Regions from separate parts of the Mus musculus genome. Here regions 1, 2, 3, 4 and 5 are each linked to region 6. A link is a contact called in public HiChIP or PLAC-seq and promoter capture Hi-C data. All regions are on one chromosome and are shown on one strand. Each heading gives the region's core, a stretch centred on a gene start, on an enhancer-like site or on the middle of the called end of the contact. The rest is flanking DNA. Distances are from core to core; before and after follow the strand shown.

What was found. Promoter capture Hi-C pulls out the DNA fragments that hold promoters and counts their contacts. HiChIP or PLAC-seq counts read pairs in DNA pulled down with a chosen protein or histone mark. Capture Hi-C pulls out chosen DNA fragments and counts their contacts.
Region 1: a contact with region 6 is called in an H3K27ac HiChIP or PLAC-seq map of thymic regulatory T cells, with 7 times the contacts expected there. The contact joins the promoter of Tubb3 here to the promoter of Snai3 in region 6.
Region 2: a contact with region 6 is called in a promoter capture Hi-C map of neutrophils, with 5 times the contacts expected there. The contact joins the enhancer-like site here to the promoter of Snai3 in region 6. A contact is called at or near these places in 8 of 39 promoter capture datasets (embryonic stem cells, fetal liver, hematopoietic stem and progenitor cells and 4 more) and 5 of 115 datasets of contacts at active chromatin or transcription factors (embryonic forebrain, memory CD8 T cells, neural tube and 2 more).
Region 3: a contact with region 6 is called in an HNF4G HiChIP or PLAC-seq map of pancreatic cancer cells. The contact joins the enhancer-like site here to the promoter of Snai3 in region 6. A contact is called at or near these places in 8 of 39 promoter capture datasets (the SN4741 cell line, embryonic stem cells, frontonasal cranial neural crest and 4 more), 7 of 115 datasets of contacts at active chromatin or transcription factors (T-cell acute lymphoblastic leukemia, astrocytes, double positive thymocytes and 4 more) and 1 of 9 other capture datasets (embryonic stem cells).
Region 4: a contact with region 6 is called in a promoter capture Hi-C map of liver, with 2.3 times the contacts expected there. The contact joins the promoter of Def8 here to the promoter of Snai3 in region 6. A contact is called at or near these places in 4 of 39 promoter capture datasets (the C10 cell line, hematopoietic stem and progenitor cells and liver), 1 of 484 Hi-C or Micro-C datasets (the Ba/F3 cell line) and 1 of 9 other capture datasets (liver).
Region 5: a contact with region 6 is called in a promoter capture Hi-C map of embryonic stem cells, with 2.3 times the contacts expected there. The contact joins the promoter of Fbxo31 here to the promoter of Snai3 in region 6. A contact is called at or near these places in 1 of 39 promoter capture datasets (embryonic stem cells) and 3 of 115 datasets of contacts at active chromatin or transcription factors (bone marrow-derived macrophages, microglia and pancreatic cancer cells).

What each region holds. Positions count from the first base shown.
Region 1 is chr8:123,410,027-123,413,241 of GRCm38.p6, reverse strand. Tubb3 (tubulin, beta 3 class III) reads right to left here and starts at 1,689. Exons shown (of 4, transcript NM_023279.3): 1 at 1,580-1,689. The coding sequence starts at 1,636. It overlaps Mc1r (melanocortin 1 receptor), which reads right to left. Exons shown (of 1, transcript NM_008559.2): 1 at 2,498-3,215.
Region 2 is chr8:123,019,602-123,022,874 of GRCm38.p6, reverse strand. The region is part of intron 1 of Ankrd11 (ankyrin repeat domain 11); the gene reads left to right. Among named protein-coding and RNA genes, the nearest start is that of Ankrd11, 21 kb to the left of the region's middle. Within about 2 kb of position 1,819, at least 115 of the 459 cell types and tissues checked have an H3K27ac peak or open chromatin away from gene starts, as enhancers often do. A contact at or near this core is called in embryonic stem cells, hematopoietic stem and progenitor cells, liver and 2 more, where this site is marked.
Region 3 is chr8:123,276,556-123,279,967 of GRCm38.p6, reverse strand. Fanca (Fanconi anemia, complementation group A) reads left to right here. Exons shown (of 43, transcript NM_016925.3): 31 at 1,624-1,708. Among named protein-coding and RNA genes, the nearest start is that of Vps9d1, 24 kb to the right of the region's middle. Within about 2 kb of position 1,332, at least 19 of the 459 cell types and tissues checked have an H3K27ac peak or open chromatin away from gene starts, as enhancers often do. A contact at or near this core is called in the SN4741 cell line and pancreatic cancer cells, where this site is marked.
Region 4 is chr8:123,441,045-123,444,411 of GRCm38.p6, reverse strand. It overlaps Def8 (differentially expressed in FDCP 8), which reads right to left and starts at 1,456. Exons shown (of 12, transcript NM_054046.5): 1 at 1,361-1,456.
Region 5 is chr8:121,577,119-121,580,529 of GRCm38.p6, reverse strand. Fbxo31 (F-box protein 31) reads left to right here and starts at 1,724. Exons shown (of 9, transcript NM_133765.4): 1 at 1,724-2,072. The coding sequence starts at 1,775. n-TMcat17 (a tRNA gene) reads left to right here and starts at 1,229; the gene lies at 1,229-1,301.
Region 6 is chr8:122,459,324-122,462,398 of GRCm38.p6, reverse strand. Snai3 (snail family zinc finger 3) reads left to right here and starts at 1,710. Exons shown (of 3, transcript NM_013914.3): 1 at 1,710-1,860. The coding sequence starts at 1,785.

The sequences.
Region 1 (3,215 bases), core at 440-2,939, 950 kb before region 6:
GCCTGGGCGTGGTGGACCTGACTTCTAGGCCCTTACTCAACAGGAGACCCAGAGGAGAGCACAGAACAGCACAGATGCAGCAAGCTCACCAAACAGGCCTTCCGATGGCAAACCTTCCCTCCCCCACTCACCCCAGGCCCTTTCAGGAGCAGATGTTCGTCCAGGGAAAGCCTGGCACCTGTGACCACATTAATGAGCCCTCACCCTCCCTTCAGGCCAGGGCAGCTGTCAGCGATCATCCCAGGAGTCCTGATTTGATCTGAGGCCCCTTGCCTTAGGCTTCCTCTGTATGCCCCCCTACCCGCCACCCCCCCAACCCCGCCCAAATTTCCCTTGTAGGGCAGAAGCAGCTGTCTCCCCTGTGATTAGGGAGTCTCTGTGGTGCCGCTTCCCTTCCCCTTTAACTAGAGGAACCTCCACCCAAGAGCCAAACTTGTAATTTACATGTCAGCCACGTGACTGGCCCAGCCCGTGGTAATTAGCTTTTTTGTTCCTGCCCGGTTTCTATGGCAACAGCCTCCAGAGGTACTCTTTGCTTCGTCCCCTCCCTCCCAGGACCTGTCTACCCAACCTCCTCCTTTGGGAACTAGCATCCCTAAGCCCCGTCCAGCATTCATCTGGACAAAGCTCCCGTTTCATGTTGTTCAGAAGGGAGAAGATTGAGGTAGCTGACCCCACCCACTCAAATGCAACCCAAGTGGAGGTTGGGCTTCTGCAGGAATCAAGTAGTTCTGTCTGCCACTTGCTGTGTGACCTTGGGTAAGGAACAGTCTCCTAAGGACTTGGAAACAGGACAGCTACCTCACTAATGATAGTAGGATTGCGGAGTCACTGCACCAACCCCGCGCCCCCCCCCCGTTTTTTTCTTTTTCTTTTTCTTTTTCTTTTGCCTTGGCTTCAACACCTGGATGCGGGCTAACAATAGAGGGGAAATTGAGGCAATCCTTGCAGTCGGCTTTGTTCTGTGCTCAATCCCGACTGGGAGGCCTTGGGAGCGCACAGTTAGAGATGGGAGATTTTCAGAGTCCAGTTCTGGATCAAGGTCATTGGAGTGCAGGCCGAACTCCTCCAACAAAGGAACAGGGTGGGGCAAGGAAACTGGGTGAGCTGAACAAGGTTGGGGATATGAGGGCGGCCTTGCTCCCTGAAGACTGTCTAGTTCTCCAGTGGGGATCCAGGCATGTACAGTCATTATGGTTTTAGGGGAGAGCCCCACCCAAAGTTGCCCGACACACCCATCTTACTCAAGGCTTAAGTGGCAACCTCAAAGAAGGCCACGCCCAGTCGGCGCCCCCCAACCACATCCCCTGTACCTGATGGTGTGTGTGGGTGCGCAGAATGGATGGGAATGCGAGTCAGAAGGGTTACCCCCAGCCTTCTCCTGCAACCTGGGCGCAGTGCAGAGTGGCGTGATTGAGGGGAACCGATTGGGGACCCCGGGGTCCCAGGAGCGGGGCAAGGGGCTGGGCTCTTCCCTTTGTTCCGCTAGCGGCTCCCAGAGTCGCCTTTCTCTCCCTCCACCCACCGCCCTGGGGCTGGCGCTTGTGGGGACGCAGGACGCCGGACGGCTCAGCCTCACCTTGGCCCCTATCTGGTTGCCGCACTGGCCGGCCTGGATGTGCACGATCTCCCTCATGCTGACTTCACGCGGCTAGAGACGAAAAGGCAGGCGGACAGCAGGCTGCGGAGGATCGGCAGCCTCCGCCGCGCCCTCTTATAAGAGGCTGCCCCGCCCTCGCTGGCTGATGTAAGCGCTGCGGGCCAATGCTGGAGCGCCGCACAATGCGGCAGGCTCTGCAGCATCAGCACCGGCACCGAGATCCGCCCGCACAATGCGGAGCAAGTCTGGCCGCGCCTTCGGAGGAGGGGCCACCGGTGGGCAATCCGCTCTGGGGACAATAGAACCCAGGCCCCTTAGTGCCCCACCCCAGTAGCTGCCTCCCCATTTTGTCCCTGCCCCATCCCCACCCTGCAGCTTTGTGAAGAGGGTCTTTCTTTCTCTCAAGTGCTTAAGAATCAAGACCCATATTCTCTGAGTCCGCCGAGTCGCTTGAGGTGGGAGAGGCAGGGGAAGCGAAACCCTTCTTGAGACCTCTGTGCAGACCTGGGGACGCTAGTCAGGACGGTGGCGGATTATAGCTCCGAACTCTGAGGTCACTATTTTCTGGAGAAGAGAGGGCTACCAGTCCGCGGCTCCACAAAGGGCTGCGCCGAGGGTGCAAATGTACCTGGGGTGTGAGGATGCACACACAGTATCTGGCAAGTACCCCTGCTCCATGAAAATCTCTGTGAAAAATTCTAAGGATATACAACCCACTCAGTGGAGCATGTCGAACAGTCTTTTTTTGTCTGAGCCATGCCTGATGTCATTGGTACCCTTGTGCTTCTGGTACAAGTGAGGGTGAAGAGGGGGCACGAGGTGAGCTGGAGCTACCTAGGTAAGGAGACTGTGTGTGGAGGGGGCCCATTGGGAAGCAGAATCAGGAGGGCATGCAAATTCACAGACAACACTGATTTAATATTCATCTAGGACCAGTGACACCTTATGAGGACTATTTGATATTTCAGTGACAGAAAATTCTTCGGGAAGAATCTGAGACAATAGTACCACACTTCAATGGTCCACAAACATTCATTTCACAAGAGCCGCTAAAAAGCTTAAAAACACCTGCAGATGCCTTCGTCCAGTTTGCACGCACGGGTGCACGCTGGATAGAGCGGCTGCGCATACAACTTTCTCTGAGGGTAAGCATCCAAGTTAGCCGAGTTTAGAAATGGGTCTTTTGTTCTCAAGAGATGCCCCTCCCCCACAATGTGTCCATGATGTGGCTTTCTGTGGTTCCAGCTGGCCTGGCTCAAGAAGTATTGGGTGAGCATCTGTCTCTGTCTCCTTGTCTGGACAGAGAAGATGCTTAGAAGCATCCAGAGGCCTGGGATGCTTCTCTGACAGATGACATCAGGCCAGAGCTCTCTGTGTCCCCAGGGAGCTATGGTGTCAGGCTAAAGGCTGACTCATGGTCCTGTCTTCCAGCAAAGGCTGGCCCTGCCGGGAACCAGCTTCCAATCTCAGTCCAGCAGGGCTGGAGCTGATAGTGTGGCTAGGTCCTGGCCTGGTGCCATTTCCTGACTTGATGGTTGAGGGCATCTCACTCCAGACTGAGAGGCCACCCCAAGGAGGAGGACAAAGAAGTGTTCAGTACCAGTGGGGACTCAAG
Region 2 (3,273 bases), core at 570-3,069, 560 kb before region 6:
AGGAGAGGCCCGGGACACTACAGGGAATTCCAGACTGTGGTAAAAGCATGCTAGGCTGGGGTGATGGTAGAGTACTTAAGTGTTTAGCATGTGTAAGTTTCCAGATTCAGTTCCCAGTACCACAAAAAATAACGTAAGAGCAAAAATCCACTTGCTATAAATCCTAGAGAATTTACTTCTGGTTTTCTTTTTTTCTTTCTTTTTTGTTTGTTTTTCCCATTGAGACACACATGTATTTTGCACACAGTCTGGACATTCTGGAACATTCACAGCCACCCTTAAGGCACACGGTGACTTGTTGGGTCATGTACACTCCACTCAAACACAGGTTTCTCACCCCCCCGCCATCTTTTCCCACTTCTGGTTTTCATAGTCAATATTTTTATTAGTAATTACTAAATTACAGAGTATGCAGACGGATTTTTTTTTTCTGTGCATACAAACACACACAGAGTTGTAGATATACAGTAATTGCTTTTTAAAAACCTGTCTTGGAGCCTGGTGGTGGTGGGACACTCCTTTAATCCCAGCACTGGGGAGGCAGAGGCAGGTGGATTTCTGAGTTCGAGGCCAGCCTGGTCTACAGAGTGAGTTCCAGGACAGGCAGGGCTACACAGAGAAACCCTGTCTCAAAACAAAACCCCCCCCAAAAAAAAAAAAAGAATGCACTGGCTCGCCGGGCAGTTTTATATTTTTATTTTTTTAAATGATGTGTGTTTATGATTATTTGATATATGTGTGTAGATATCCCCAGAAGCTAGAAAATGACAGAACCCCTGGAACTAGATCTTCAAATCCAGCTTAAAAGACTCTATGTATCTCCTGTGTGTTCTGCTTTTCTTGAATTCATTGTGGGTCAGATGTTTGAAATCCACGACTACCTGGTAACCTGAAAGTGAAAGGTTTTGCAAGGCTGGGGATTGCGTTTTACTTGGATTTGATAGCACTTCTGTCTCTGCCTAAAAAGTGCTGATGAGTTCCTGATATTCATGTGTATCAAGGGAATGGGTTTGCCTCTGTGTAGAACAGTGCCTGAAAAGGCAGAAGGGAACATGAAATAAAGCATTGCATAAGTGTGCATAGGATCCTTGAGTTCAGTCAGCTTTACTACCAGTAAATGCACTTAGACTCAAGATCAGAAGTGGGTCTGGATGCAAGGGAAAAGTGGTTCTTGGATAGTCCAAATGGATGGGAGAGAAGAGCAGCTTTGTGTTTTGGTGGTACTGGCTGTGGCCTGGGCTCTGGTGGGTGGCTGGTCATATAGGCAGTGGTACATAGAGCCTCTTTACTTAGGAACCAAACCACTGTTGCTCCAGTGAAAAGACCTTTTATGGAGACTTATCCCTAAAGGCTTTGTGTGTGTGCTTTTGTAACTACTGGGCTGGGGAGCCACGCCTAGCTGAGTCAGGACAGTGTTGCAACTTGCCTGCCCCAACTGGTTAGAGGCAGGTGTGCTGGTTGGATTTGCCTCTCCTGATGTGCCAGGTTTTGGTTTGTATTTTTTTCCTGTTGGCTTGTGAATTACATTGTTACACAGCAATCACTTTTCTGTTCTATAAATAGTCTAGAACCAGAGGATAGTAAGAAATACTAACATTCTTGTAGTAAGAGCTGTGATTCTGCCTGTGTGAGGAAGAGTGACCATCCTGCTTGTGGATTATTAAGGCTATGGCATAGAGTGTTTGGGTTTGATTTGTGTTGTACAGTTTTTTTATTGACAGAAGAAGAGAATATGAATGCATGAATATGGGTGTGCATGAGTATGGGTGTGCATATGCCACAGCTCGTGTGTGGAGGTCAGAGGACAACTGGGGAGAGTGAGCTCTCTCCTTTCACAATGTGTGCTCTGGGAGTTGACATCAAGGTACAAATGTCCTTGCTGAGCCATCTTGCCAGCCTCTTTGTACATGTGTTTGTGTGATTAGTTGAAGTACTGAGTTGGAGTTCTTTTTTCTTTTCCTTTGCTCTTGAAACAGGGCTTTATGTAACTGGCTGTCCGGGGACTCACTGTGTAGACCAGGCTGGCCTCAAACTCATGGATTCACCCACCTACCTCTCTCTGATTCTCCAGTGATTGGATTAATTAAAACCCATGGTGGGACACTATGCCCGGCTTTAAAAACAGCAACAGCAGCAACAACAACAAGAACAACAAGAACAAACCAACTCCTAGTCTTGTGTAACTCGCGCCCTCAGTCTTTATTCTGTGGAACTGGCATTGGAGCACTGGTCCTCCCGCCTCCGCTTCCCAGGCATTGGGGTGATGCTGTGTGCTGCCACGCCTGGCTTCGAGATTTTTTTTCTAGATAGAAATGTTTATTGCTCATAAGTAATTTTCATATTCCTGATGTGAATAATGATTTACTTTAGAATTGAAGGTAAAATCAGTTCCATGTGGGTGGTGAATAAAAAATTAGCATTAATGTTATAGATACGGTCTACTTGGTTCCTTGTCAAAATTCCTTGCCTGACTTCAATATTTCATTGTAATAGAGAACAATATATAAAGCTGGGAGTTTTATGTTTTCTTCCTGGTTGCTATAGAAACAGCTGAGGTGTTAGTGACTGCTGATGCAGTGCTGGGTTGTGGGCCTTTCCACTTCCCACTTCCCTGGAGGGAGGGAGGGAACATCTCACCTGACGGTCACAAGAACATCAGAACCTGCTCCATTAGAGAGAAGTCACATTCTCTCCTTATCTAGGTGCTGTTTGTCAGCTTTGTCCTCCAGTGGAGTGCTCATGGCTTTCTTCTTACCTGGGAGTTAGTTTGTATGTCTAGCTCCAGTGGCTATTCAAGAATGTTGTAGGTTTTTTCTCTTCTGTAAGATAATCCTGCAGAGAAAGCAATCAGGAGAGTCTATTGAAAAATGACTTCATGAATAACATGTAAAATTAGTCCCCAGTTGTGAAGTTTCCCAATAAGCCATTTGCCCCCCTGTACTACCCAGGTGTACTATTCAGTGTCTATTCAAGAAAGGAGAGAGAAAATTAGTAAGGGTTGAGTTCATCTGCATGAATTCTTGTTTAAAGGCTAACTTTAATATTGTTTTTTAGAAATCCTCATGGATGCTCATTCAAAGGTTTATTTATTTATTTTCTAATTTATTTTTATTTTATGGTCATTGGTGTTTTGCCTGCATATATGTCTGTGTCAGATAGCCCTGGAACTGGAATTACAAACAGTTCTGTGTTGTCCTGTGGGTGCTGGGAATTGAACCCGGTTCCTCTGGAAGAGCAGTCAGTGCTCCTAACAACTGAGACATCCCTACAGTG
Region 3 (3,412 bases), core at 83-2,582, 820 kb before region 6:
CTCCATCTCATGGTGAGGAGAAGCCTGCTGCTCTCTCTGTAGCTTCTTCTTTGTCTTTCTCTCTGCATTCTGCATACTGTTCTCTTCCTCTTCCTTCCAATTCTGTCCTCTCCTTTTGCCACCTAATGACATTTCTAGGGTTTTTTTGTACCTTTTTAGGAGAATAGATCACATGGTAATTTACCACAAGTTTAAACAAATTCAAATCATAAATTGCATAAGATGTTTACAACAGAGATGTTTGTATGTGTTTCCATTGAAGCCAGTTATCTAACTGGACATTCATTTTCTCTCACTAGCTCCACAGGTTCATTGAAAATTAGTGTAAGTTAACGGTGAGGTTTTATATCAGAGAGTTCTAGTTGTAGCCCTAACTATAAAAGGCTTAATAATTACTAGTTTAATTTTAGGAATTCTTATAGAATCATCACTAGGAATTAATAAATCACCTATTTGTTTGTATAGCATCACTATAAAACAGTCCATCTTCGCTGGTCTGCATAAAATCTGCCCAGCAGGGTGGGCTAATGCAGAAGGATTATTATATTAATAAGGACAGGAAAGGCATATCAGCTGCAGGAATCAAACCCTGAGATTTGTCCCTCAGGTCTTGCATACAGGGCCATAGTTCACAATCCATGATGAATCCGTCTCAGGAAGACCGCCTGCTAGCCATAGCCTTTCCGAGATGGCTCCCGACACTAAACAGTATACATCATCTTTATAATCATCTTTATCATCCCATGTCCATCAGTAGGCATTTGGTTACTTCTGCTGTTTTATTTTTATTTTGTCTAAAGACATAGTCTCACTGTGTAGCTTTGTCTAGCCTAGAACTTGATATGTCGATTAGGCTGACCTTGAACTCCCAGAAATCCTCCTGCCTGCACATCTTCTTTTCAGTGTGACTGTAAATAGAAGGACTGGCTTTTTTAAAAATTATTCATGGATAACGTATAGAAATACAGCTGAGGTTTGTTTATTGACGTAGCAAACTCAGTTCCTTTCTGCAGCTTCTTTCTGAGTGAGTTGCTCAGGCTTTATTGCCTGTGAAGTCATGTCCCTCGTTGGTGACACCCTGCAGCTTTGTGCCATTGTCAAGGGTATGATTAGTTAGCAGATGGTAAACCTCGGACGAGAAAGCACACTTGGTTGTGGTAAATTTTTCTTCCCTTAAAAACAAAGGTAGGTGTGTGTGTGTGTGTGTGTGTGTGTGTGTGTGTGTGTGTGTGTGTGTGTCTATGCTCAAACACAAATGCAGAAGCCAGGAGAGGGTGTCGGTCGGCCACTTGGAGTGGACACACATTCTTAACCACTGAGCTGTCCCTCAGACACTCCCCTTTCTTTAGATAAGCTTTTGCAGTTTAGCCATGGCTGGCCTGGAACTTGCTGTGTTGGCCAAGTTGGCATCAAACTTGCAGTCATCCTCCTGTCTCTGCCTCTTGAGTGCAGAAGGTGCATGCATGTGTCCTGCCATTCTTTCCTTTGTTGGTAGTCGGTAGTTTCGTGCTGTCAGTTACCCGCAGACGCTCCGCTGTGGAGATGGGGGGAGGGAGGGGCACCACAGCCAGCTCTGCTGACGGCACCGCAGCAGCACTGAGCAGGCTCCTGTTTCCTTCTCAGTTCGAGGAGTTACAATCACTCAGAGGACTCAGACCTGGTTCTTGGTGGCCGCACAGGAAACAAGGATATTCTTTCCAGGCTACAGGTGAGTGAGAGGACAGAGCTCCATGTGTTTGCTGCAGCAAACCTGCCCTCTGCTAAGGTATTTATGACGTTTGCATAACGGTGCCCGACTCAGCAGAACTGGGTGAGAGCCTGCATTGTCCACACCGTGGCAGAGGCCTAGAGCAACCGCATCCTTTGAGTTTACCCCACAGGTGAGCATCACAAGGCCCAGACACTGTGGCTGTGATGCCAAAGCTGTCTCCCAGCTTTGCGACATCCGAACTGACAGCAAAAGGGCTGTGCAGTCTTCTGCTTCTTCTGCTTCCTCCACTGCAGGCTCTGAGAAGTGACCTCAACAAGGTAGCCTCCGTAGAGGAAAGCTGGGCTGCAGGCTCTGAGAAGTGACCTCAACAAGGTAGCCTCCGTAGAGGAAAGCTGGGCTGCAGGCTCTGAGAAGTGACCTCAACAAGGTAGCCTCCGTAGAGGAAAGCTGGGCTGCAGGCTCTGAGAAGTGACCTCAACAAGGTAGCCTCCGTAGAGGAAAGCTGGGCTGCAGGCTCTGAGAAGTGACCTCAACAAGGTAGCCTCCGTAGAGGAAAGCTGGGCTGCAGGCTCTGAGAAGTGACCTCAACAAGGTAGCCTCCGTAGAGGAAAGCTGGGCTGCAGGCTCTGAGAAGTGACCTCAACAAGGTAGCCTCCGTAGAGGAAAGCTGGGCTGCAGGCTCTGAGAAGTGACCTCAACAAGGTAGCCTCCGTAGAGGAAAGCTGGGCTGCAGGCTCTGAGAAGTGACCTCAACAAGGTAGCCTCCGTAGAGGAAAGCTGGGCTGCAGGCTCTGAGAAGTGACCTCAACAAGGTAGCCTCCGTAGAGGAAAGCTGGGCTGCAGGCTCTGAGAAGTGACCTTAACAAGGTAGCCTACGTAGAGGAAAGAGCACATGGAGCCCTCAGGCCCCTGGGGAACCCAGAATGAGCGGGAAAATGCAGCGGAGCCGTGCTGAGGTTCCAGTGTGTCTCTAAGGAGCCTGATTCCAAACCTCCATCCGTGCCTGATGCCCTTGGGAGGAGCAGGCATGCCAGTCCTCCGATGCTGTGGCACAGTAACTGAGAACTGAGCTAAAGGAGCAAAGGCCACTTGTCCTCATGGCTGTGGTCCTGCGGTTGAGTCGAGGGAGGGTGTGACACGTATAGCAGCCAAGAAACAGGGAAGGAGCGACTGTGGACAAGGTAGATTCTCCAGAGCCCGTCCCTAGTGAGGATTCTCTAGCCAGCCCGACCTCTTACGTGTTCTCCCCGTTCCCGGTAGTCCATTCAGGGAGGTCCCCAGCCCCGGATGTGGTCAGGGCCTCACAAGCCTCTCATCCTGAACACGGGTGCTTAGCAACAAGCTTTCCCCACCTGGCGTTTAAGGGACACCTCAGATCCAAGCCAGAGTAGTACATGTCACTTTATTAGACACAATCATGTCTGTGGGTTCCATTTCTCAAGGGTCTGAATTCAGAAACGGGAGTGATAACTGGGTAGTAAGAACCGAGGATCCCGTAGGATGTGCCCAAATGAGAGCATCCTCCAGGATAAGAGAAACTGAGCTCCTGGCTTCAGCTCAACCTGTCTTCCCATCCATCTTTCCTAGATGTCAGATTAGCCTGAGAGGGATCTAGCCTGCATGTGGTCCTTAGGGTCACACATCAAGCTGTGGTTGCTGGGTGTATCATTTCTGTGGAGTAGACAGGACACGCCTCCACTG
Region 4 (3,367 bases), core at 207-2,706, 980 kb before region 6:
ACTGAGCGGAAGGACGAGTGTGTGGTTTGGTAACAACAGAAACTGGGAGTTGCTGCTGGGCAGTCACCGACGCCATGTGGTGACCAGCCCAGTCTAAAGGAACTGGGTGGAGCCCACAGGAGCCCCTTCCAGACGCCTTCTCTGGAAACCTCCCGATGGTTTAGAATATAGTCAGAGGGACAGGGAGACCTTGACCAGAGCTTGCCCTCCACTCTCCTCTGGGCTACCTTTCCCAGGAAAATGGCTCCCTTATGTATGTCCTGACTGGCACTGCCACCACCTGACCAGGAACAAAAGCAAGGAATGAATTAAGCAATGGAGCCATTTAACCCATCTTCCTGGTTTGTCTGGAACCAGTTTGGAGAACCATATTGCTCTTTCAGCTGAGTACGAATAGACAGCACCTCAGCCCAGCCCAGGCTGCAGGAAGCAACAGCCGGCTTTGAGTAGGACCCCATCTCCTATTTCCCCACCAGCCTTACAGAGATCTGCACCCAGAATCCGTGGTTGGCCTCAGGAAAGATACTCAAGAAAGGACAAAAAAAAAAAAAAAAAAAAAGAAAACTGTTCCATCCAGCCCCTGCAGAGGTCTCTCCTAAATCGAATAATAATTACAACTTGACAACTGAAACCCTCAGAGTAAGACCAAGGGTCTGTGGTACATCAGAGGCACTGGGTGAAAGTTCAAGACAGATTATGGTGAATAAGAGCCCGCCTCCGGTGTGTTACTTTAGCCACCAAAAAGTGCTAGTCCAAGGGCCACAGGAGTCCAAAGTACATCCTATTTGCTCACACCCTTAAAAAGGATGGACAGGCAATCCAGGCCAAGCAGGACCAGTGTTAATAATTCTCAACTACCCCAGAAGGCGCAACAAAGCGCACCTCACATTTCTACCCGCTATAACGTGAATTCATTCTGAGGATGCGACTGTCCCCACTGGGGCAGGTCTCTACGACCTTCCTCACCCATTTCATAGTTGTGAAACCGAAGGCTCAGAAAAGCTCAACATAGCAGAAGGCGAGTCCCTGCGGGTCCTTGGGCCGGGAGTCCCATACTCAGGCTCTGAAGCCACCCGGTGATTGGGGGTGGGGGTCGGCATCTGTGGACGCTAAGCTCTGCCCTACGTACTGCGGGGACCAATGAGGTCACCAAGGCCTTGCGCACAGCGGAGAGCCAGCAGGCGGCAGCCGGGAGCTGGACGTCTTGCTTGAGGCCTCTGCCAGTTCTGCACCATGAGTGCGTGGGTCAGAAGCCCGATCCCGGAGTCCGACCAGTGGCGATTGCATGCTGAGATCTGGACCCTCGCCTGCTTTCCCACCAGACCCCCCCGACACCTACAGAGACCGCTTTCTGGCTTACCTGGCTGCCGCTACATTGTACCGGACCGGCTGGCTACACTGTAGTTCGCCGCCGCTGATACACTGTACCGGCTCCTCCGCCCGCTGCTGCCGCCTCCGGCCAGGAGGTTCATGACACCGATTGCCCTGCTGGCTCGCTGGAGCACCTCCAAGTCTCCTGCTTCTGGTCCATAGAGTCCATTACCTTTGCCCTGAGTCTTTTCTCCTGAGTTCCCCCACCCCCACGCCTTAGTAATTGCATTCAAGGGAATGGTTCCACAGTGGTAACCCCTCAATGTCCCCACATCCCCAACACTGACATTCAGCTGTCCCCAGGACACCACCATCGAGACATTTAAGGTGCGTCTCAAGCTCCAAAGGTCCTATCTGAGAAAACAACAATAACACCACACACACACATCACACCACATACACACACACTACACACCACACACTCATACACACGACACACACACGACATACCACATACACACCACACACTCACTATACACACTACACACATACTATACACACCATACACATACACACACACCTCATACACACATGACACACTACATACACACTACACACACCACACACACTACACACACCACACATACACATCACACAACATAACACTACACACACCACACGCACATCAAACCACATACACACACAGAGACATACACACACCACACACCTAACACACCTCTGTCTGATAGTGAATAAATCATTCCCACCTGAGGCCAACCTTCAGTGCGTTCCTGATCACATTCCTTTGTCTGATCTAACTTCCACCGGACTCAGGACCAGCCCTTCTTCCCCACCCCACGGTGACACCACAGCCATGACAGCCTCAGCACCCTCAGACTCCCTCTGCACCTCAAGCCCAGCAGTTGGAGGATCCCAGGGAAGAAGTCTGCCTCAGACTTCACCTCCCAGCTCTCTCACCAGACTTCACCCTCCTTACCCCTAACAGGCCAGGTCCACACTTAGGCCTCTCTGGCTCAGCCTTTAGGATACAGTCTTTCCTAACCACAGCCAAATGTCTCTCCTAATACTTCCTCCTCATCTGTGAGCAGAGATATCGGAGAGGCACTCGTTACTGTCTGATGACTCTCCTCTGACATTTCTACTGACTCTTTGTTCCTCATCCCAAAGGCTAAGAGCTAAAGGCAAGTGTTTTGGATTATTACTTCTGTGCTAGAAGGCCTATACCAGTGCTTGTGATATGAGCCAATATCTGTACTAGCACTGGGCCCTCACCTTCACAGAGAGTCAAGGATGGAGCCACGTCTGCCTGTCTTCATTACTATGAGTCTTGACAGTTTCTCCGTTGATGCAACAGCACTTTTTCTTTTCTTTTCTTTTCTTTTTTTTTTTCTTTTCTTTCTTTTTTTTTTTTTTTTTGGTTTTTCGAGACAGGGTATCCCTGTGTAGCCCAGGCTGTCCTGGAACTCTGTAGACCAGGCTGGCTTCGAACTCAGAAATCCACCTGCCTCTGCCTCCCGAGTGCTGTGATTAAAGGCGTGCGCCACCACGCCCAGCATGCAACAGCACTTTTATTGAGTACAACTATATGCCATGCTCAGGCACATCACCAGAAAATGATCAGGACAAGACTTGAGGAGGCTGCATTGCCCAAGGACCAGACAGACAAGTAGAAAAGGCAAATGGATCAGGTGTGTGCTGAAGGACACAGAGGCTAGTAAGGCGGGGCCTGAGATTAGATAGTGAGGCTGGACGTCTGACTTAAGATTCAAAAGGAAATGAGTTGACACACACTTAGAAAATGACATTTGAAGAATGTGGCATCTTAGTCCCTGTTCTTTTGCTGCGAAGAGACACCATGACCAAGGCAACGGTTACAAAAGAAACCATTTCACTGGGGAATTGCTTATAGTTTCAGAGGCAGGCATGGTGCTAGAGTAGTAGCTAAGCACTTGCATCCTGATTCACAGTTGGAGGCAGAGACAGGGAGACAGACAGATAGACAGACAGACAGACAGACAGGACCTGGCCTGAGCTA
Region 5 (3,411 bases), core at 475-2,974, 880 kb after region 6:
TTGCTCTGGCATAGTCCCCGGAGGGACAACATGGGACGCTTCTTAGAAGGAGTGGTTTTGAAGCTGGGGAGAAGGGTGTGAGGTCCCCACAGATTGGGAACTGTGTTCTTCAGGGCACACTCCCGCTCCCTCCCGTCCCCAATCCAGTGAGGTGATGGACCAAATGGAGGTGAGACAGAAGCCAGGGCTAGAATGTGAGAAATGTGACCTGGGCAGTCAGAGAGGCCAGGAGGTCAGGGAATAGCTTACAGTGAATGAGCAATGCGGAACTCGCCAGCATTTTGTTTACAGCATCTACACACACACACACACACACACACACACACACACCCCTCTCACAGTTGTTCAGTGAAGGCTGATTGACAGCCCATGAATGATAGACCAGAAGGGTTCATCTTGGAGCAGACAGTCTAGGGTCTCAGCCACATGCCCACAAAGAGCTTACCCTCCCCCGTGGGCATTAACACACGGGGACAAGAGGCAGCGTGTGCTCAGCTACACTTTTACACGATGTTAATATTATCAGGTAATTTAAGTCTTTTTTGTTTTGTTTTGTTTTGTTTTTTACATGAAATCTTGCCGCATAGCTCAGGTTGTCCTGAAAAGTCCCCACCCTCCTGACTCATCTCCCTAAGGTCTAGGATTACAGGCCACCAAGTGGAGCCTTTGCTTAATGCTATTGTTAATCAATCAACGAATGCATTAGGTAATATCTGTTTGCTTGTTGGGATAATTTACTGAGCGGACTGCTAGGAGGCACAGGGTCTCACGTAGCCCAGGCTGGCCGTAAAGTCACTAAGTAGCCAAGAGTGACCTTGTAATTCTGATCCTCCTGCCTTGATCCCCTAGCCCCAAGTTGGGATGAGAGACCGCCACGCAAACGGTTAATTTTAATAATAAAAAATAGGCGATATTGTTATATAGGGTCATTAAGGGCAGAGCTGCGGAGGATACCCCAGACTACTCTTTTCCTGAGAGGGAAGTTTCTAGACGCCTTGTGCTGCGCGGGGCAATGTGAGCTGGAGAGCAGGTTTGGGGACACCAGGAACTCCCACCTCACTGAGCACCAGACCTTTCCTTTTGCAACCAAGGTAATCTTGGCAAGTTAGTTTAGATGTAGTGTTGCTAGGCGACGGTAGCTTTGGTTTATGGTTTCCCTTGCCAGATTTTGTTCATGGCGAGGCCACCACCTGTGCAAAGGCCCTGGCAGCGAGCTTGCTGCTAAGGAGCCTCGTTAGCGCAGTAGGTAGCGCGTCAGTCTCATAATCTGAAGGTCGTGAGTTCGATCCTCACACGGGGCATCCTGCATTGTTTTCTTGCTTAAGGTAAAACCCCTTCGTTCTACCCTGTAAACGGGGTCAGAGGTGGGACTTGTGGGAGGGGTGTGGTCATGCTAGGAGCGGGGCTTTCCGGAGCTGAACCCGGCGACCCTCTTTTAGTGAGCAGCTGGGCGTCCTAAGTTTCTAGCCAAACGTTTTGGGGGCGGAGCCTGGAAATAGGGTGTGGCTCCATACAAGGGCGTGGACCTAACACGTAGGGCGGGGCCTACTGCTCAAGGGGCGGGGCGAAGCGTCTGGGTGGGGCTTGGAAGGGTGGGAGCGTCTAGGGGCGGGGCGAGTCTTCATGGGGGCGTGTGAGGGGTTGGGGTCGGAGGGCGTGGTCACGCTTGGGGTGGAGCTTGAGGAGCCTGCAAGCGGGACTACGGCTGCCTGGCCGCCTGCGCAGAGCGCTGTGCGTGCGCGTCCGCGTGCGCGCCTCCGCGGTGGTGACGGGCATGGCGGTGTGTGCTCGGCTCTGCGGCGTGGGCCCCGCGCGTGGGTGCCGCCGCCGCCAGCAGCGCCGCGGCCCGGCCGAGACTGCGGCGGCGGACAGTGAGGCGGACACGGACCCCGAGGAGGAGCGCATCGAGGCGGGGCCGGCGCGTTGCTCTCTGCTGGAGCTCCCGCCTGAGCTGCTCGTGGAGATCTTCGCGTCGCTGCCCGGCACCGACCTGCCCAGCCTGGCTCAGGTCTGCAGCAGGTTCCGCCGAATCTTGCACACGGACACCATCTGGAGACGGCGCTGCCGCGAGGGTGAGCGGGTGCATCCCCTAGTACGGACACTTGGCCGAGGCAGGAGCATGGTGTGGAGTTCCAAACCAGGCCTGCTGCAGAGTGAGAAAACCAGACAGCTAGCAGGCCAGGGCTGCAGAGTGAGATCCTGTTTTTAAAAATGTCAGACCCCGTCCCCCTAAACCAAACCTACAGCCCACCCTCCCGGTGCAGGAATAATGAGGACGCAAAGCGGCCACAGTCCCATTTGAAGGCCTTACGTCCGTGTACATACATCACGGTACTCAGCCTGAATGGCTTGTTGGTGTGTGTGTGTGTGTGTGTGTGTGTGTCCTGGAGGCTTGCTGTTCCGTGAAGGGAACATCAGGGATTCCACTGCCTGCATGTCACACAGGCTAGTGCTCTGACTGTGTGTGGGCTTCAGCCTTTTCTGTCTTCTGGCCACAGCACGCCGGAGACTGCTTTGTGCATTTTGTAGAAATGCAGGGGATTTACATCTATCTTGTGAAAACCTCTGGGGTGGTTCATCTTCGTGAGCCTGCACTTCTCCAAGTGGGATTGTGGGATGGCAGGCTGTGTGAGGAAGCGGTTTCCCCAGGTCCTCCCTGCTGCAGGGTTCTTGTGTAATTTCACGGTTGACATCAGGGTTCTGGCTTGTCTCCCCTTACCTTCGCACTGTGGGAAGTTGGGGTAATCTTACCCCACGTCTGAGTGGGATTGTGACTTGGGTAGGGGCTTTTATAATAAGTATGCAAAGCCTTCAGTCCTGAACATGACTGGTATGTCTGTTGGCCCAATGTAACGTCCTGTTTGTCTTTTGTCTTGTTTTCTTGTATAAGATCCTCAGTAGTAACCTTTAGTCGCACAGGATGGGTGATGTTTGTTTTCAGCTTCTGTCTGAGCACTGTTCTTTCTTTTTTACAAATTACTCTGTTACTCTGTTTATTGTTATTGTGTGTGTGTGTGAGAGAGAGAGAGAGAGAGAGAGAGAGAGAGAGAGGGGCATGCATGTCTTTGGAGGTTAGAGGACATCTGTTTCTTCTCTGGCAGTGGTCCTCAACCTTCCTATTGCCACAACCCTTTAATACACCTCATGCTGTGGTGACCCCCAGCCATACAGTTATTTTGTCGCTACTTCATAACTGTAATTTTGCTGCTGTTAAGAACTGTAATGTAAACGTCTGTGTTTGCCAGTGGTCTTAGGTGAACCGCTAATGGGTCCTCAGGTTCTCACCGCACAGGTTGAGGACCTCTCCTCTCTGGGTTCAGGGCATGGAGCTCAGGTTGTTGGTCTGTGCAGCAAGGCTTTCTTTGACTGGTGTTCACCTGATGGTTAGCGTGTGCACCTTTGACACCCGGG
Region 6 (3,075 bases), core at 461-2,960:
CTCTCTTGAATCTGCAACATCTGTAAAGATTTAGCATCTGAATTAAATCACACAGTTGAATACATTGAATAGACACAGTCCGACCCATGAGTGACACTATCTATTAGCTCTGGCAATATACCAGGGACCAAGGCATAAACAGACTGCATCTCCTCCTGTGGGCCGGTCGGTGGGAGCCCCCTGTGAGGAAGCAGGTGGAGTTGTTGGGTGAGTGTACCTCACTATTGTCAGGGCTGCTGGTTTTCCTGTGGCCCGCTCCATGTGCTTCTGGGGGTGGCTGAGATCTGCGTGGGGCCCTGCGTGGTTCCCAAACCTGTACTTCTGCTGAAGGAGCAACACAGCGTGCGTAGGCAACAGACAGCTTGTCTCAGCCTTTTTAGGAAAAGCCCTGAAGAGGCTTGTGTTGGCTGAGGCAAGCCTCTCTCCCGCTGGGAAGGCTTCCCACAGCCGTGGGCTTAAGAATTTTAAACCCCAGTGCTGGAGACAGCTACTACCTCTTCCCTGGGGCTGCATGAAGCCTGCTGGCCTGTAACTGTGAGTCATAGCTGAAGAATGAACTTGCACAGCAGCAAGGTGAGGGGGCTCAGAGAAGTGGGGATCTCCAATTTCCTTCACGGTAATGGCTTATGAATGTCAGAAGCCTATTGGGGCCCCGCCTCAAAGGTGGGCCCAGCACCTTTCATGAAACTGGCAGTTCCCCTCAAGCAGGCCAGATCATCCCTCTTTAAGGAGGTTAGGAGATGAGCTGGGAGAGTCAGCCCAAGGCTACGCATTGTGTGGGTGGACAGGAAGGATATGCAAGTGCAAGCCGGTTTAGGAACCATAGGCTTTTTATCTATGCCTGGAAGGGGAGAGGTTACAAAAAAGGCTACTTACAAATCCAAGGTACAGGGGAATGGGCAGCCAGCAGGAATGTGTCCTCAGATAGCCTTCCCACAGATGCCCTATTTCCACACAATTACACCATAACAAAAGAGTACTTGCAGCCACATCTGACCAGCCAGGAGTGTGGGCTAATGTTACCAGTTCTGTCGACCACAGAACTCTCAGAACCTTGCTTTTCTCCCAGAAACGGAATGACACCAGCTACCGTGCCCTGCAACCGTGAATGTGAACGCCAGGGTGACTCAGGCCCCTTCCCCCACTGTCTCCTACGCTGCCGACTCACCTTCCCTTCCCACCTCAGCCCACAGATGCCAAGGAATGTGGGGTTATAGGGTAAAGTTCAGTTCTGGCCACACAGCCCTGCTACTCAGCCACAGACAGACACACCCAGTTGGTGCTCTGTCCACCTACCCCAGAGACTGTCCCACCAGACTCTAACGTCGTAAACATCCACACGGAGAGCCTAGACAACCAGACAGGGCTGTTCCGACTCTCCTGGGCATGGATTATAAAGGATGCTGGAGAGGTTAGGGACTCTGCTCGGCCAAGTTGGCTGGCACCTGTCACCTAACCCTGAACTCTGCTCTTTCATCCAGGGCAGGTCGATGGCGAGCCCCCGCGGGGTCGGTGCGTGACCATGACGCGGGCCAGCGGAGTCCCGTGGGGCAGACACCGCCGACCACGCGGCGGGTTCCCCGCCCGCGCACCTGTCCTGGGCGTGGCTTCGCGGCCCCGCCCCGCCGTGCTCCGCGCTGGTTGGCTGAGGTGGTGCGCTATGCTAATGAGCCTGACCCTTCTCGCACCTGCCGGCCGCGCGGCCCGCCGGCGCCGCCAGACTCTGCAGTCGGTAATCCCGCTGCAGGCTCTGGCTAGACTCTGCCTGCTCTCGGGAGGGGACCATGCCGCGCTCCTTCCTGGTGAAAACGCACTCCAGTCACAGGGTCCCCAACTACGGGAAACTGGAGACACTGAGAGGTAGGGGTTGGCCGGATCTCCGCCCCCAGCTCGCAGCGCTTCGGGGCTGGAGGCAGCTGGGAAGTCCTTGGGAGCTGGGTCACACCTGCCCCAGGTGAGAGGGGAAGGGGCTAGAGTTTTCCATTTCAACAGAGGAGGAGGTTCCCCTTCTGGCTTAAGACTGGGGCTCTAAGAGGGATGTGCCCAGGGCAACTAACTTCTCTGCTTCAGAAGATTCGGGCATGCCTTGGGCTCCCCACTTGGCAAAGTTTCCTGAGCCCCAGATCTCCCCGGAGCTCTCCCTGCGGACTGCTCAGCTGAAGTCCTGAAGTCCTCTCTGTGCAGGTCTGGAAGGGTCCAAACTTAAAGTATGTCCCAGGCGCTGTATACACCCACCTAAAGAAGGTCTCACTAACCACAAGGCCAGGAAACTTGTCCTACCCGCAGATGGTGGCTGGTGAGAAAAGGCAGGACTCCCCCAGAGCATCCTGCCTCGTGGGTGGTGAGCTCATTGATAGAGCAAACAACCTCTGGTGGTCTTCGCTCTTCCCAGAAGCCTCCTTGCTCTCCTGGTGCAGTGACCAAGGAAGAGCCGACCTCCACACAACAGGCTCAGTTGTCCACCTTTACGGCTAGGTTCAGGGGCTTTAGGTCTGAGCACCTGAGAAGAGAACCCTTAATCTTCAGAGCCAGCCTGATGGTCAGAGCTACCCCCACTCAGGTGGGCAACTTCTCAGAGAAAGACCTACTAGGAAGTTGCCCAGTGCCTCGGGACACTTTGGATGTCGGGCCTCAGGCCAGCACCCCTCATATAGCCCCAGCTGGTGGGAGTTCTTGGATCAGGCCCCATCATCACCTCTGCTGCCACCAGGGGGTGCTATCTAGGACCCTGCTCTTGGGGGTGGGGGAGACATTTTTGATTCAATTTAGTGAGTCACCAACAGCAGTTCTATAACAGACGCTATTAGAGTGTGATTTTTCTTTTGGTTGGGTGGTTGGGTCTCCTTACAGAGGAGGTAGAAAGTTGTACTTATAGTGAATGTAGTTTTTTTTCCTTGTATGGAGGATAGAATCAATGCCCCACACAAGACTAGTCAAGCACTTACCACTGAGCCATGCCTCTGGCCCTAGGCCATTGTTTTAAGAGTTAAAACCTTAGATTGCACTTGGAGAGCACATACCAGCTTACTTCCTTTTTTTTTTTTTTTGGTTTTTCGAGACAGGGTTTCTCTGTGT